2 separate regions of the Urocitellus parryii genome follow, and region 1 is linked to region 2. The links are chromatin contacts, called in public Hi-C maps. All regions are on one chromosome and are shown on one strand. The core of a region is the stretch at or near the end of the contact, and the rest is flanking DNA. Distances in the headings are between cores, read along the strand shown.

The links. A called contact is a pair of places that touch in the nucleus more often than the background predicts.
Region 1: a contact with region 2 is called in a Hi-C map of muscle, with 3 times the contacts expected there. The contact joins the promoter of Desi2 here to the promoter of Adss2 in region 2. A contact is called at or near these places in 2 of 2 Hi-C or Micro-C datasets (liver and muscle).

The regions. Positions count from the first base shown.
Region 1 is chr9:91,120,213-91,127,271 of mUroPar1.hap1, forward strand. It overlaps Desi2 (desumoylating isopeptidase 2), which reads left to right and starts at 3,987. Exons shown (of 5, transcript XM_026390739.2): 1 at 3,987-4,372. The coding sequence starts at 4,331.
Region 2 is chr9:90,951,858-90,959,223 of mUroPar1.hap1, forward strand. It overlaps Adss2 (adenylosuccinate synthase 2), which reads right to left and starts at 3,426. Exons shown (of 13, transcript XM_026390765.2): 1 at 3,143-3,426. The coding sequence starts at 3,325.

The sequences.
Region 1 (7,059 bases), core at 2,737-5,236, 170 kb after region 2:
CAAGATGGCGCTGATTTCCCCTGTAGTCTGTGACAAACAACTCCTTATCAGAATGAGTTGGCACGCTGTGACTTGGCACCCTGTGAGAAAAGTCCACGTGGCAGCTTCGCATTGGGGCTTGAGGTGATTTATTAAGGCTGGGAGGGGCATCCGGGAGAGAGAAGAAAAAGTATCAAGGACCTGAATAAACTGCTGAAAGAAGATTCCTGAGTTGCGTCTTCCTTGCGGGCAAGGGGTCGCGACACCTCCTGGTATTCACATCCTTGTGTAGCCTCCTCTCACATTGCTCCAGAGTTGTTTAACATGACCAATAGCATGAAGCAGAAGTGATAGATAAGATTGTAAGACACTGTGGTTTCCTTCTTGGTCATGCCTCTACTTTTTTGCATCAATTGCTCTGAAAGCAACAGCTACCATGGCGTGAGCAGCCCTACCAAGAGGCCCAGGTAGTGATACTAAAGCTTCCTGCCTATAATGATATGGGTAATCTTGGAAGCTGATCCTCAGGCCCCAGTCAAGTCATGAAATGATCATAGCTGCACCAATATGATGGACTACATACAACTCCACCAGAGACTCAAGTTAGTTGAAAAATACTCACCTAAACTGTTCTGGATTCCTGGACCCTAGCAACCATGAAATAATTAGTGTTTGTTTTAAAATTCTGTGTTTAGAGTTAAGTTGGTACACAATAAAAACAAAGCTTTAAATTTTATTTTCCTTTATCATGGCTTGGACACCTTATCAGTTACCAATTTTTTCCATTTCAAAATTGCATGTGACTGTGTGTTTAAGCACCCCTAGGTTTAATCCCTGGTACCAAAAAAAAAAAAAAAAAAGTCACACCATAACTAAAAACATCTAAGACAAAGAACATCATTCTCTCCTGAGTTTTCCAGCTCTGCCTTCTCCTCAGATAGCTGACAATTTTGAGGGACTTCCTGTTTTCTATCCTGTCAGCATGAATTCAGCCAGGCTTCTTCATTATAGCAGTAGCAGTTGATCAGTTGCAGTGGTTAGTTTCTAGCTTGATGTTTTAAAATTTTTTTAGGAGCAGCATCATTATGCCTCTTGAGAAATACCAGCAGTTCTCCTCTTCAGAACTTTGAATTCCAAATGCAAAAATGTTTAAATTCTAACCTCTTTCCTTTGTTCTTTCAGGCTTAGGAGTGACAGCTCCTTCTGGCTCTGATACCTTAGTGATCCCTTTTTGTCTTTTTAGCTCTCCAATATCCAACTTATAACTTTATATTTTCCTTTTATAATCAGTCTTCTGACATCTCAAATAAGTCTTCCTATTATGCTCTATTACTGCTCATCTCCTTCAATTTAAATTATAAATTTATGAGGGACAATATATATTCATAATACATTATCTTCCATAGGATTATAAGCTTCCTGAGGATAGTAAAATTTCTGTTTTATCATGGATGAAATAGTGATACACAATGGCTGACACATAATTTTATACTTGTTCAGTGACTGAACAATGAACAATGAATGATTTCTCTTATTGTAGATCAATACCTCTTCTAATTTTTATGCCCTTTTTCTCATCTCTCTCTACGATAATCTTGCCTCGAAATTCATTGAGAAAATCAAAGTAAACCAGAAAATAACATCTCCATTTCCCACATCCAATATTCCTAGCCTGCCTTTCTTCATCCTTCTATTCCATCACTATGCACCTGCATGTGACTTCTATGTTGTCACTATGGATGAAGCATCCCTCCTACCAAAGGCCAGCTCCTCCCATTAGCTCCCTAGCTCCCTAGATCCCTCCCCCTTTGTTGCCCTTGAAAATCTCCTTCTTCCTAAATAATTTCTTTCTCTTTACATATAAATGTGCTCTGAGTACCTTCCATCTTTAAAATACCTTCTTTCAACTACACTGCCCTATCTAGCAATTGCCCCAAGTTTTAGAGTTGTCTCCACTAATTTGCTTCTCAAATCATTTCATTAAATCCCAGTCCTCCATGATTCTGCTCACCAGGCTATTTATCTCTATATTGCTGAGCCCCAATCTTGTGACTACTTCATTACTATGTTCTTTCCGATTTCCCTCCTATCCCCATGGCTCCTCTTCTTTCTTGGCCTCTAAATGGTAAAGGGTCCTAGAGCTTTGTCCTTGGAGATCTTATTTCTTTCTACTTAAATATATCCAGTCCTAAGTCTTCAAAGTCTATTTATAATGGCCATGACAATACTTTGTTTATGCAAATGCATCTTTGACATGGATATCTAAAAGACATCTCTAAATTAATATGACCAAACCATAACTCCCCCCCCAACCATGTTTCCACATACTATAAATGGCATTCCCATCCACCCAGATGCTCAAGACAAACATCTAAAAATTCTCAAAGTCTCTTCCCAACTCAGCAGCCAACTCATTAGCAAGTTCCGTAGACTGTACCTCCAAAATATTTGAATTCTAATTTTCTCAGTCTCCTCCACTATTAGCAACATCTAAGCCACCTTCTGAATGCACTTCTGGAATAGCTTATTAATTGGTTGAACCAATTAGCTTTTCCCACATAACCACTTCCCAAACATTGCAATTTAAAAGATTTCCCACATTCTTTGGGGCATTGTGGGTGTTTCATATGGTTGCATGGGCTCAGCTAAAGCAGGATGGACTCAGATAGCCTTACATATTTCAGCTGGTGGGTAATGACTATGTAACCTGCATCATGAGGTGGTGGTCAGCTAGAAGACAAGCCCCAATTCAAAAGTGCTTTTCAAGTCTCTGTTGCATCATATTAATTAATGGACCAAAGCATGTTATATGCCAGCCCAGAATCAGGGGAGACACCAAAAGTCTTGTAATTTGGGACATTGGTTATTTTTACAATCTACCACACTGATCTCCTCTTTGCCTCTAAAACACAGCAACCCAAGTAATCATAAAAATACACTCCTTTCACCCCCTTATCCAATCTCTCCTAAATCTTCACTTTAAATCAAACCCTATCACGAATTTAAAAACCCTTTCAGGATCTGGTTTCTGACTACCCATCCAATTTATTTCATACCATAGCTTTCTTGCCCATTAGCTTTGGGTCACAAAGGTCTCTTGTTTCCTTGAATACAGAAAATACTTTAATACCTTAGGTCTTTGTATTTCTGTTTCCCTTGACTGATATACTTTTTCCTCTGAATATGTGCGGGGCTGACTTTGTCATTAAGATTTCATCTGAGAACTCACCACAAAGTCCTTCCCCCGTGCAGCCAGTCTAAGATCATTCTCTATCATTTTAATTTTCTACAAAGCACTGATTCTTTGCTTGTGCTCCCACCCCCTCCTGTTTAATCACTGCATTCCTCAGAGCCTTACAACACTGTGTGACATATGTCAGGCACACAACAAACATTTGCTGAATGAATGTACAAGCGCCTTCTGGTTCCTAGGATTCTGCTAATCTACGAGTGCAGTACTATTCCCATTGGGCAGAATAGTCTCACAAAACGTAAATTCCACCCTGAGAATTAACTGGATACGTGTCACACCCCACCCTACACCAGCAAATTGCCTCCTCTATTTCTTCACTCCTGCCCTGGGCGGGGGGAGGTATTCGGAGGAATTTGGAAATTTTAGGATCATCACTTTAGCCTTTTGACACATTCCGTTGACTTCATCAGACTCAATGCGACGTTAGCAGGGGCAGAGGTAGCGCTTGAGAGCTTTAAGACAGCAGAGTTCACCGCTTGTCAAGGACGAACAGCAAAAAAGATCCGAAAGCAGATCCAAAGCAGTGCGTGCTGGGATCTGTAGTTTCCCAGGGAGATCTGCAGAGGCTCGGGACCCAGAAGCATGCTGGGAGTTGTAGTCTAGACTGTAAAGACTCCGCCTCTGTGCTTTCAGTAGCGAAGGGGGCATCCCGCTCTGCATGCTGGGAATTGTAGTCTCTGTGGGACCTCGCGCCTCCAGGGTGGAGAGGCTCCGAGGCTTGCCGCCATTTTAGGTCCCAAGGTGCAGCGACCAAGAACTAGAGCGCAGGCGGGCTCAGTCCCGGCGCCGGGCCGGCCCCGCCTCCGGGGCGCCTGGCGCCCGCCCCTCTCTCAAGCCCCGCCTTTCCCCACGTGTCTGTCGCCGAGGGGAGGTGCCTGAGCCCGAGCGGGCCGCCACCGGCCCGGCCCGGTCCCTCGCACAAGAGTCGGCGGCGCCCGGGAGCGGCCCGGCTGCCCGATGCTTCAGCCCTGGCTGCGGCGGGCCGGGCTGTACGTTTAGTGCCCGGCGCAGGCCCCCTGAAGCTCCCGCGGGGGTGGGAGCGGCCTCCGCCCCGCGGAGACTGAGCGGCTCGAGGACGAGGCGGCGGCCGCGGGGAGGATGGGGGCTAACCAGTTAGTGGTGCTCAACGTGTACGACATGGTGAGTGCGGCCCCTGGCGGCCCCGGCCCAGCCTGGCGTCCTCTCGCGGGTCGGGTTCGGACCCCGGCCCCGGGTGCTTCCTCTCTGGCATCCCCGCCTCCAGCTTAGTTCTCAGGTTGGGGGGAGGGGAGAGTAGTAATATTTTCTAATCCTTGCATTAGTCGACGCTTCTGTTAGTGCTGCCCGGTCAGCCGAGGGCTTCTGCCCAGGCACTGGAGGCTTAAACCGCTCGCTTCCCCTCAGCTTCCCTGGCCCTGGGCCCGACCCCTGGGCGTTTGAGCAGTGTCCTTTCCGCAAAGCTTCCGTCGTGGTTCCGACCTTTGTGCCACCTCCTGGCCCGCCGGATGCCCCAGTCCCGCGGTCTTGATCCGCCAGCGCAACCCGCTCCTCTGCTTCTGCGGAACCGTACATTCTAAATGCTCTCAAGTCTTCAAAAACTCCCGAGCCCCTCTAAGTCCACAAAGTCGCAGCTGTCGATATCCCTGGTAGCTTCTCCCCAGGGGTGAACCAACACATCCTTGCCTCCAAGGCAACCTTATTAAAATTAATGAGGCTAAAATTTATCAAGAAAATAGCCCGGCTGAATTATTTAGAGATCACAGTGGGGCTCCTTTCCTAGATTCTGAAGACCACTTTCCAGGTGATGCAACAGGTGGATGACGTGACCACAGGAGAGGGAAGGGAAGAACTTGTTTATTAGGTTATCCAAGTTTGAAGTACTGTGAGCGTACAGACTTGAATGCAAGGACTGGTTCGCCTGATCATTGCTATTGAAGTACCTCCAGAAAAAGCATCCGGTAGACAATTATCTTTCCAGTTGGATGCATGCTTGGGTTTGTTGGCTTGCCTTTGGTTACTTAGTTTTTGTTTGTAAAGAATTACCTCCGCCAGCACCGTATAAAATTTCTTGTAAGTGGACTGACAGATGAAAAATTTCCCGTCATTATTTTTGTTGGCTTAAAGATCCAGAAAAGCAGAAACTCTGCAATCGAGTCTTGATTCTTATTTACAGACCTAAACATTTTATTCTCTCATGTTCTTGTGTTTCGAATGTAATATAGAAAGGGATTCTGCATGCCATATCTGGGAAGTATGTCAGCGGGGCATAAGGTTTACCTCTTTAAGCCTGGAGGTGAAAAATAGTGGGTTAACATACTAAGAAAAGTGAAGCGTGATAAGAAAATTAAAGAATAATCAAAAGATCCTAAAAGTATGGAATTTTGTAAGGTCTATAGCCTGTTGTTGCTTAAGAAATAAGTTTTCAGATTTAAACGTCTTGTGTTATCTGGATACCTTTCTTTATTAAAACTTTATATTACTCTTCTTTATTTTAGTGCTCCCCATCTGAATTTGTTTCTTTTTTATTCATAAATACTATAGCAACTTGACCCTTTAGTATATATTCTACTCTTGAGAATATATCTTGAGATATGTCTTATTTTTTTGTAAACAGTTCATTCAGTGGTCAGAGACCACTGTTTCAGAGCCTAACTTCTGTGAACTTAGAGGGAGTATTGCTTTTTAAATAAAATTGATTATACTTTCCTTAGCATATATTGGGGTATTCTGAGAATCAGGAAAACAATAGCTAATTGTGGTAAACTGGGAAAGGCTAAAGAGTATATCCAAGTCAATATTTTTTAGGGGAAAAGTGTTCCGAACAATGTTAAAATATCAACTTAATTTACAAAACTTTATTCCTCCATCACTTTTGTAAAGTAGGTAGATAAACGGGAAGCAGGCAGAGAAAAGGGTGAGTTGGCCAGATAACTAAAAATAGGATCTAGAATTTCCAGACTATAATCTTGATGCATTATTTTCTCTACTGAATAATTCTGGTGATTATTTTTTTATATATTGCTTTTTCTATCAATTGGAAGAGACACTTAGTATGAATCAGAATGATAGTTGAATTATTTGATTTTAAGAAAACCTGCCCTTGTATGTTCCTCTCAGGAATTTTGGTCTATTGAGTTTTTTATTTCACTAATTCAGCAACTTACCATTACTTATTTAATTTTGACCCTGAAGAAGCCATGGGATGAATTAGTTATTCATTCTTCTTTAAGGAGTTTTGAATATCATAAGGGTGCCACAATAATAATAACAATTTAAGACACACCAACCTGATTTTGATAAGAGCAAAGGATGGTTATAGGATCAGAGGATACTGATAGATAGGTGGAGTGAAACTTGCTGAAGGGTTGGTAGGATCTCCAAGGGCAGAGAACAATCAGAATGAACAAAATGGCAAGAAAAGGAAAGCACAGGCTGAATTTGGGAAATATTATTTGATCCAGTATAACTAGAGTCAGTTTGGGATGCATGAAAGAAGACAAGCTGAAAGTTACACAAGAACTTCATTAGATGGTGGACTTGAGTGAAGGTCTGAGGGAGCTCTGTGAGCCAGGAAAAAACCATTTTAAGGTTTTCCTGGATCAGTTCTGTTTTAGAATGAAGACCAATGGGTTGAGGTACAAATTTCTGTCTGTTATATTCATTTTCCTCAAATCTGTTTTCGTTTTTGATATAGTTTTGTTTGATGCCAAGGGCAAATTACTTACATCTTTGGATATAATTCCTATTCCTCATTGTGCATCAACCATCTGTTCCAAACTTAACATGAAAAGTTAACCATTGGTTTGCAGATATAATCATAGTTTATAGGGACCTGTTGCTGTGTAGCC
Region 2 (7,366 bases), core at 2,176-4,675:
CAAGCTTTTTTTCTCTAAGAACAATAAATAAGCACTTGCTTAAGGCCTGGAAAAATGTTACAGTTTAAAAAAATCTCTGTAGTTTCTACTCAATAAACAAAGTATAATATTTAATTCCAGAGAATCGGGAGAGTGGTGGATAACAGACTTCCTGACAAAACTACTTTTGTACTGCCAAAAAGAAGCCTTTCAGTTTCCATATTTTAACCCCTTGAAAAACCTATACCAGTTCGTTTTCCATCCCTACCCTAGCAATACTTGTTTACATAGCAGTGATCCACTAAACTATGAGCTCCTTCTGGGCACAATCTTGGCCTTTTTCAGCTTTTCACTCCAGGGATAAGTGGTCTCTTGTAGATACTCAAGATGCATTTGTTGGATGAATGATCATAGTATGGAGTTCGTCCTATACTTAATCCCTCTCTTTTTCTTAAAAGACATATTAACTGACAAAGGGCAACAGTAGTGATCATCCTTTGTTCCAAGTCCTTATTTATGGACCTAGAGTACCTATAAAGTTATAAGTAACTTCCCATAAATCCTGAATCTGAAGACACAAATCTTAAGAGCTATAACAATGAAAATACCATTAGCATTGCATCTATCTTTCCAAAAGGGCATTTTATATATTCAAGTGTATAGTTTAAGAAAATGTCATTTTTTTCTTTTTAAAACTGGGTAAAATTCCTTATTTTATGATTTTATGTTGAAAATATGGACAACCATGCACACCTGTAATCTCAGTGGCTGGAAGGCTGAGGCAGGAGGATGGAGAGTTCAAAGCTAGCCTCAGCAACTTAGCAAGGTACTTACCAACTCAGCAAGACCCTGTCTCTAAATAAAGTATTTAAAAAGACTAGGGATGTGGCTTAGTGGTTAAATGCTTCTGGGTTCAATCCCTGGTTAAAAAAGAAAGAAAATATGGACACACTTTTATGTGTCCTCTGGAGGAACAATGCTGTATAAATTTGAGTTGGTGGCATAAATGACAAGAAAAAATTTAAATTTAAAATTTTCAATAACACACAAAATTGACACAAACAAAGCAATCAATCTAAGCTAACATAGACTTTTCCAAGTTCTCCATAATGCTTATTAAGAAGTTCAAGATTCCATATTCTTCAATTTTATAACCTAGGAGAACTTCATTAAGTAGATGCCAGGTTACTAGGGCTGACCAAATAATGTAAAGTTGCCAAGGTGAATCACAAAAGAGATATGCTTAAGTCTATTCCTTACTAGTGGCTAGCCAGACACTTAATAAGAATCCTACTGATGAGCTCTTAAATGGAATAAGAATATAAAGATTACACAGGAAAGTAGTCAACAAAAAGATAACAAGTGAGGGAAGTCCTCCTAGCAAACTTATTTCTTTCTCCACTATCTTCAACTAATATTTTGAAGGCAAACATGGCTCCTGCTCAATCACTTTTCTAGACTTTCCAAGGGCATTAGATCATATTGATCTATGGCCTCCTTTTAAGACTACTTTCTTAGTTACACAGTAACACCTCTAGTCTACAAACTAATTCTAATAACTTTCAAAGGAATATTAAAATTGAGAATATTTTGGAACAATGCTATCATTATTAAATTTCTCAAATCTTAGAATAAGTAACGTAGCTCAACCTGAATGTATTATTTTCAAATAAAGGGGATGTCTGAGTAGAAGACAACAGGCCTCTCCTACCCAACAAGAGTTAGGTATAAGTCCCCTCCACCCCTACCCTCTGCATGGCCAGATCTAATTTTAAGGAAAAAAAAAAAAAAGATAAAGGTCAGGCTTTTTGGAGTAGCCCCTAAGGTCACAGAGGCATCAATTCAATGCCAACACCTTTAGTAACAGCATTAAGTTTGTATGCTGTCAGAAATGCAGAGGGAGAGAAGGCTGGAAGGGAGGTAGAGATGGTGGTAAAGTGGTACAGTTGACAAAACTCATATTAGCCAAGAAAAGGGCAGGGTAGATTCTGCATGCAAAAACAAAAACCGCAAAGTCAGAGAATACTTACATTTAGCTTTTTTACATACCTGTAATTTGTTTCTGAATGCACAAGTGGTATTCAATTTTAGGCAGAAAACTTCCAGTCAAGCAGGCCCAATACTAACTTATTAGAAAATCTACACCATGGCATCATCGCATTGTGTATTTACCTTCAAGAGCTATTCTTGCAACCTCCACAAACTGCAGTTAACTTCAAATACTACATTTGGTTTTGAACGTGGAGATTGCTCATCTATTTGGAATTTTGAACCTGAAGGTTACCTAAGAGCCTTTACAAAGGCCTTGCCTCTAGGCTGCTTCAAAGCAAACAGCAAATAGGAAGAAAGCTCACCCTGAAAACCACGTGTCTCCTGGTAGGAAGTACACAACCACTACATTTCCCGAAAGTGAACTTTCTATGTAACGGTAACAACTTAGATATTTCTAAATATCCGATTTGACATCCATGCATATACTTAAGGCTTTAGTCTTTTTACAAGAGCGGGGATTTCTTCCTTTAGATTAGAACCAGTGAGCAAAAATAATCTCCCCTTAATATTAATTAATGCGGTACGGAGTAAAAAAATTGTTTAAACAAACAAAGCCAGGATTCTTTAACAGTCCCAATGACCCCAGGTGGGTTCTGATGTCAACAAAGTACACCGGAGGAGGCAAACCTCTTCACGCCTAGGGCCTGCAGGTGGGGCAGTATTGATTCTGGATTTCAGGGCATTTCGGAATAATCACTCCCAGTTGGCTGCCCAGGGTGGGTGGGTGATGGGTAGGTTCTGCGGCCGCGCCAGGTTCTCACCGGGTCCCCACACGGAGTCCGGAACAGGCCTCGGCGGTGCCTTCTCAAATTCCGACCGTATCCCACCTCTCCCCCGACCTAGTCCTGAGGCTCAGCACCGGTCCCCAAACTGAAAACAGCAACTCCCCAGGCATCGCGCATCTCTCAGACTCCCCATCGACCAGTATTTTCCTCCAAAGCCACCCAATGTGTCCAGGTCAGGGATCCCTGACCTCCCGCCATTTCTCCACATCGCCGCAGCACACAGCAAAAGGAGAGAACCTCAAGGTGACACCTCATTTGGGCCAGCGGATCCGGGTTCTGGGCCCGAGCTCCCCGGCCCGACTTCCTTTAGAGCCTCCTCGCCTCACCTGGCAGCGGCATACGATGTCGGCGTCCTGCGCCAGCAGATCCACCACCTTTCCTTTGCCCTCGTCGCCCCACTGCGCGCCGAGCACTACGGTCACTCGGTTCCCTCCGGGCCGCGCCCTGGGACGGCCGCAGTCACCGTTGGGCAAAGAGGAAGCAGCTGGGTTGTTCTCGACGAACGACATGGCTCGGGTGAGGCGAAGCGAGCCCGAAAGAGAAACGGCGGGCGAAGAGTGCGCGAAATGAACTGCTCGGCTGCCGCCAGCCACATGCGGAGGAAGAAGAAGCCAGAGGCCGGCCCCGCCCCCGCCCCCGCCCCCGCCGGGCCACCACCCTCCAGCCAGGCCCCGCCCCGCTCTCTGCCACCGCCTGTTCACAGGGGGACCATGACTGCCCTGCGCAGGCCAGGCTCTGCAGCACCGCCCGCAGGAACTAGTCCTGGCGGCGGCAACCGCAGCCACCCCGGACCCAGGCCACGCCTCTTCCGCGTCCCGGAACGGTGCTTCAAGGCGAAAGGGGCAGGCGCAAGGGAAAGGGGCGGAGCTTCCAGTGCGCTTTCCGCCTACCCGCCCTTCCTCTCTCTTTCAAACTGCAGAGGCGCGAGGGGGGTCTGCTCAGCGTCGGACTACGACTCCCGGCATGCAACACTCTGCACTCCAGCTAGGTTGTCTGGTGCCGTGTTGTCTGAGGTCTGCAGGTTTCAGTATCTGAAAGCTGTTTTCTGTTGCTTTTTTTTTTTTTTTAAGATTTTTTGTTGAGTGAGGGTGTAAAAATTACAAAGAGGGGAGTTTCGAGATACAAACTGTATGGAATTGGGCTGTTTACGTTTAGAATTGAAAATTAAAGTTTTAGAAGAGCAGAGATGGAGAGGGATCAAAAAGGGCAAACTCAAAAAGTAAAAGCAACAGAGGTGGAGGACATTAGACCGGGAAATTCAAGGAACAAATAGAGTCCTAACCCTTCTCATTTTACACATTATAATAGAGGCTTAGAGAGGAGGAGTGAATTACCTACATCATAGAGTATGTGCAGATACTGTAAAGCATTTGGGTTTTTTAATGCCAATTATATAAGGGAGATAATACTATCTTATTTTATAGGGCTTACTGTTTTTTTCCTTTTTTTCTTGCAGTGTTGCAAGATCAAACCCTGGGTCTAATACATGCTAAGCAACTACACCCCTGGCTCATCTTATAAGGTTTAAAAACCAGTTAAGTAACTTGATCCAGTGAGGCTTGAATTGGTACCTGGACAGCTGAGTCTGGACTCAAGTCTTCACTGTGTATTCCACGCTCTTAATGTTTCCATTGTGGCTAGATTCAAGTATGACTGCTTTTGATCTAATGCTTTTCCAACTACACAAATTAACGATGACATCTAATTTTGATTAAAAATTGCTTCGGAATAAATGTGGGACTAGAGTGTAGTATCTGCCAAATCGCATGTATTGTCTGTTCTCTAATGGTCCTTAGAACCCATGTTAGTATTTTACTATGTACTTTCAAAGCATTGCCAATAAACATTGAACGCCTACAACAAACTAAGACTCCTGGGTACTAATTCCTAGGACGAATAAAGATGCAGTTGCAGCTCTCAAGGATTCAGAATATTTGGTCTGCCGATAAGTAAGTTATAATCTTGTAAGATAACAGGTGTTTATCTCAGCTTTATCACAAAATTACAAACCCTTCATAAACAAAAATGCAGTCATATTCCTTTGTTCTTAAGTGCCCGAGGTAGTGTTGAGCATATAGTAGGTACTCAATAAGCACAGGTGACTATTCATTTCTATTCAATTTTTAAAACATTTATGCTATGTCTACTTGGAAAGTACGGTTAGGTATGTATTTGCTATGGCAATTGGTTACATACAGTCACGCGAATATTGGGGCTAAAAGATACGCTAACTTAAGTTTCATCTTCATTCACTCAACTCTTGATTTTTCGAAGTGGTTTTGCTATCCGCTTCCCTGAAATCTAGTTCTCTTTTCCGAACATCAGCTAACTTTCAGGGCGGCACCGGGAAGCCCAGGTGACTGCGCGCTTGGCACGCGCACTGGCCCTAGCCGCTCCACACAGCTCTTCTGTCCAGCTACGCCAGGCGGCAACCGTGCCTGCAACCAGCCGCGTGGCCGATGGCCCCGGGGAGCGCGCGTGGCTAGGCTGGCTCGGCGGAGGCGGTTGGGTTGAGGTGGAGCTGGCGCCATGTCGGCACGGGGAGTGGCAGTGCTGCTGTCGTGGCTGAGCTGCTGTGTCTCAGCCCTGTGGAGGTAGAGAGATGCCAGTTTCCGGCGGGCTGACCGGGTCGGGGTCTCCTTGGGGGCCCAGCGGGCGGGGGCCCGGCGTCCCGGGGCCAATGGCCCTGGTTCTCCACCGCTTGGTTCCCCAGCTCGCGCAACACCCATACCAGCGTCCAGCCGCGCCCACCTGAGCGTTTTCGGTGAATAAGGGGAGGCCCTCAGCACTTGACTACTCTCTTCCAGTTCCCGCAGTTCGGTGATGACACTTTTATGTTGCTGTGCTCTGGACAGCTGAGTCCCTTCAATTTTTTTTTTTAATGTATTTGCATTTCCATGCCAAGGATTGAACTCCAATGACCCCCACCACCACCACCACCACACACACACACACACACACACACACACACACACACACACGAATTATTTCCCTATTGCACCTTTCTTCTGCCAGAAAGGAGAGAAGGAGAACCAAAGTCACCAGCAGAGACTAGCTGGGAAGGAGGCGTTGTACTAGGATAAGTAGGTAGTTGATGGCTCATATTAGGTTGTTGAAGTGGAGTGATTTGTGAGAGTTTTATAAAATACAAACATTGTACAAGTGTCAGGAAGTGTAATTCCTGGGTAAAGTGAGTTGATCTGAAGAATGAAAATGTTATAATGTTCTGAGAAAGCCTTAATGCAAGTTTAATTTTTGTTCAGTATTTGCTAATTGCTGTGTTGAAAAGGTATCGAAATATTTTAGATAAATTTCAACATAGGTTAAAATTGGGATGATTAACCAGAAAATCACATTTCTTAAATATCCCATTTTTGCTCTAAAAATAATCATTACCCTCTGGTATTAACTACCAATATCAATAAGAAATCAAAACATTGTAGATGTTTTCTTACAATGAGGACCAGGGTTCCCCTTCCCTTCAAGGGGAACAGACTCATTGAACAGATGTAGGGGTCAAATTAAAAGTTAAGAGTAGCTTTAACAGGGGTTCACTTGATGCTTTGACTATAACCCTTGTGGCTTTGAGACTTACACATTTTTTTTTTCTTTTTCCCAATCTTTTCCCTAAACTTCTCCTCCCTGGTCTTCTTTTCCCTAAACTTCTCCTCCTCAATCTCATTTTCTCTGAATCGCCTCTAAAAGCCTCCATGTTCCTGTGGATAGGCAGAATTACTGCCTTTAGGAAAGGAGTACCCTGTGTTTCTCCTTTGCTAGCAAAGCAATAAACCTTCTTTTTCTTTGCCTCAAGACCTTGTCTTCGTTTATTGCATTGGTGTGGAGGACTAGGACTGAGCTTTTAGTTACATAGCCATTGGAAGGGGTCAGTGAAATAGAACTTTGTAAGCCTTTTCTTCCCTACAAAATAATAAAACATCTTGTAAGTGAAGGGAGAGTGGAGAACGAGAGACAGGTAAGCAAGAAATGAAAGATGGAGATGAGGCAGAAATACACACCAGAGTTTGTCAGAGCTGAAAAATAAAGTCCATCTCTCTATAGCGGAGAGAGGCAAAACAGGCTTGGCTTCCAGGACTTTTATGGGGCAGGCTCAGGAATCAGAGATGGGCAGGTCCTAATGTGGGCAGTTAGGGTTTGGATTGTTATAAGGGAGTAATGAGCCTTTCTCAGAAATGCCCTTGGGCAGGAAAGTGAAACTTTTTCCTTAAAATGTCACTTAAGATGGCCATTCAGATGCTAAGCAAGGACCTTATATTCCCCCCCTTTTTGTTTTTTATTGGCCCCCTTAGGGAACAGGGACATAGGTTAATCTTCTGTAACTGCTTCCTGCTTGGAAGGGGTGATGTTTTGAGTTCCTCATTAGGGGCACAGGATGTCATTGGATTGATGAAGGAGGTTGAGTAGTGGTGGAATGCTGGCCCCAGCGGACCAATTTTGGTGAGGGATTGGTATTCCTGTAACAAAAGCTGGTTTATAGTTTGGTTAGATTTTTTGGATCTGGTCTTAAACAAATCTAATGATGCAGGAGGCAA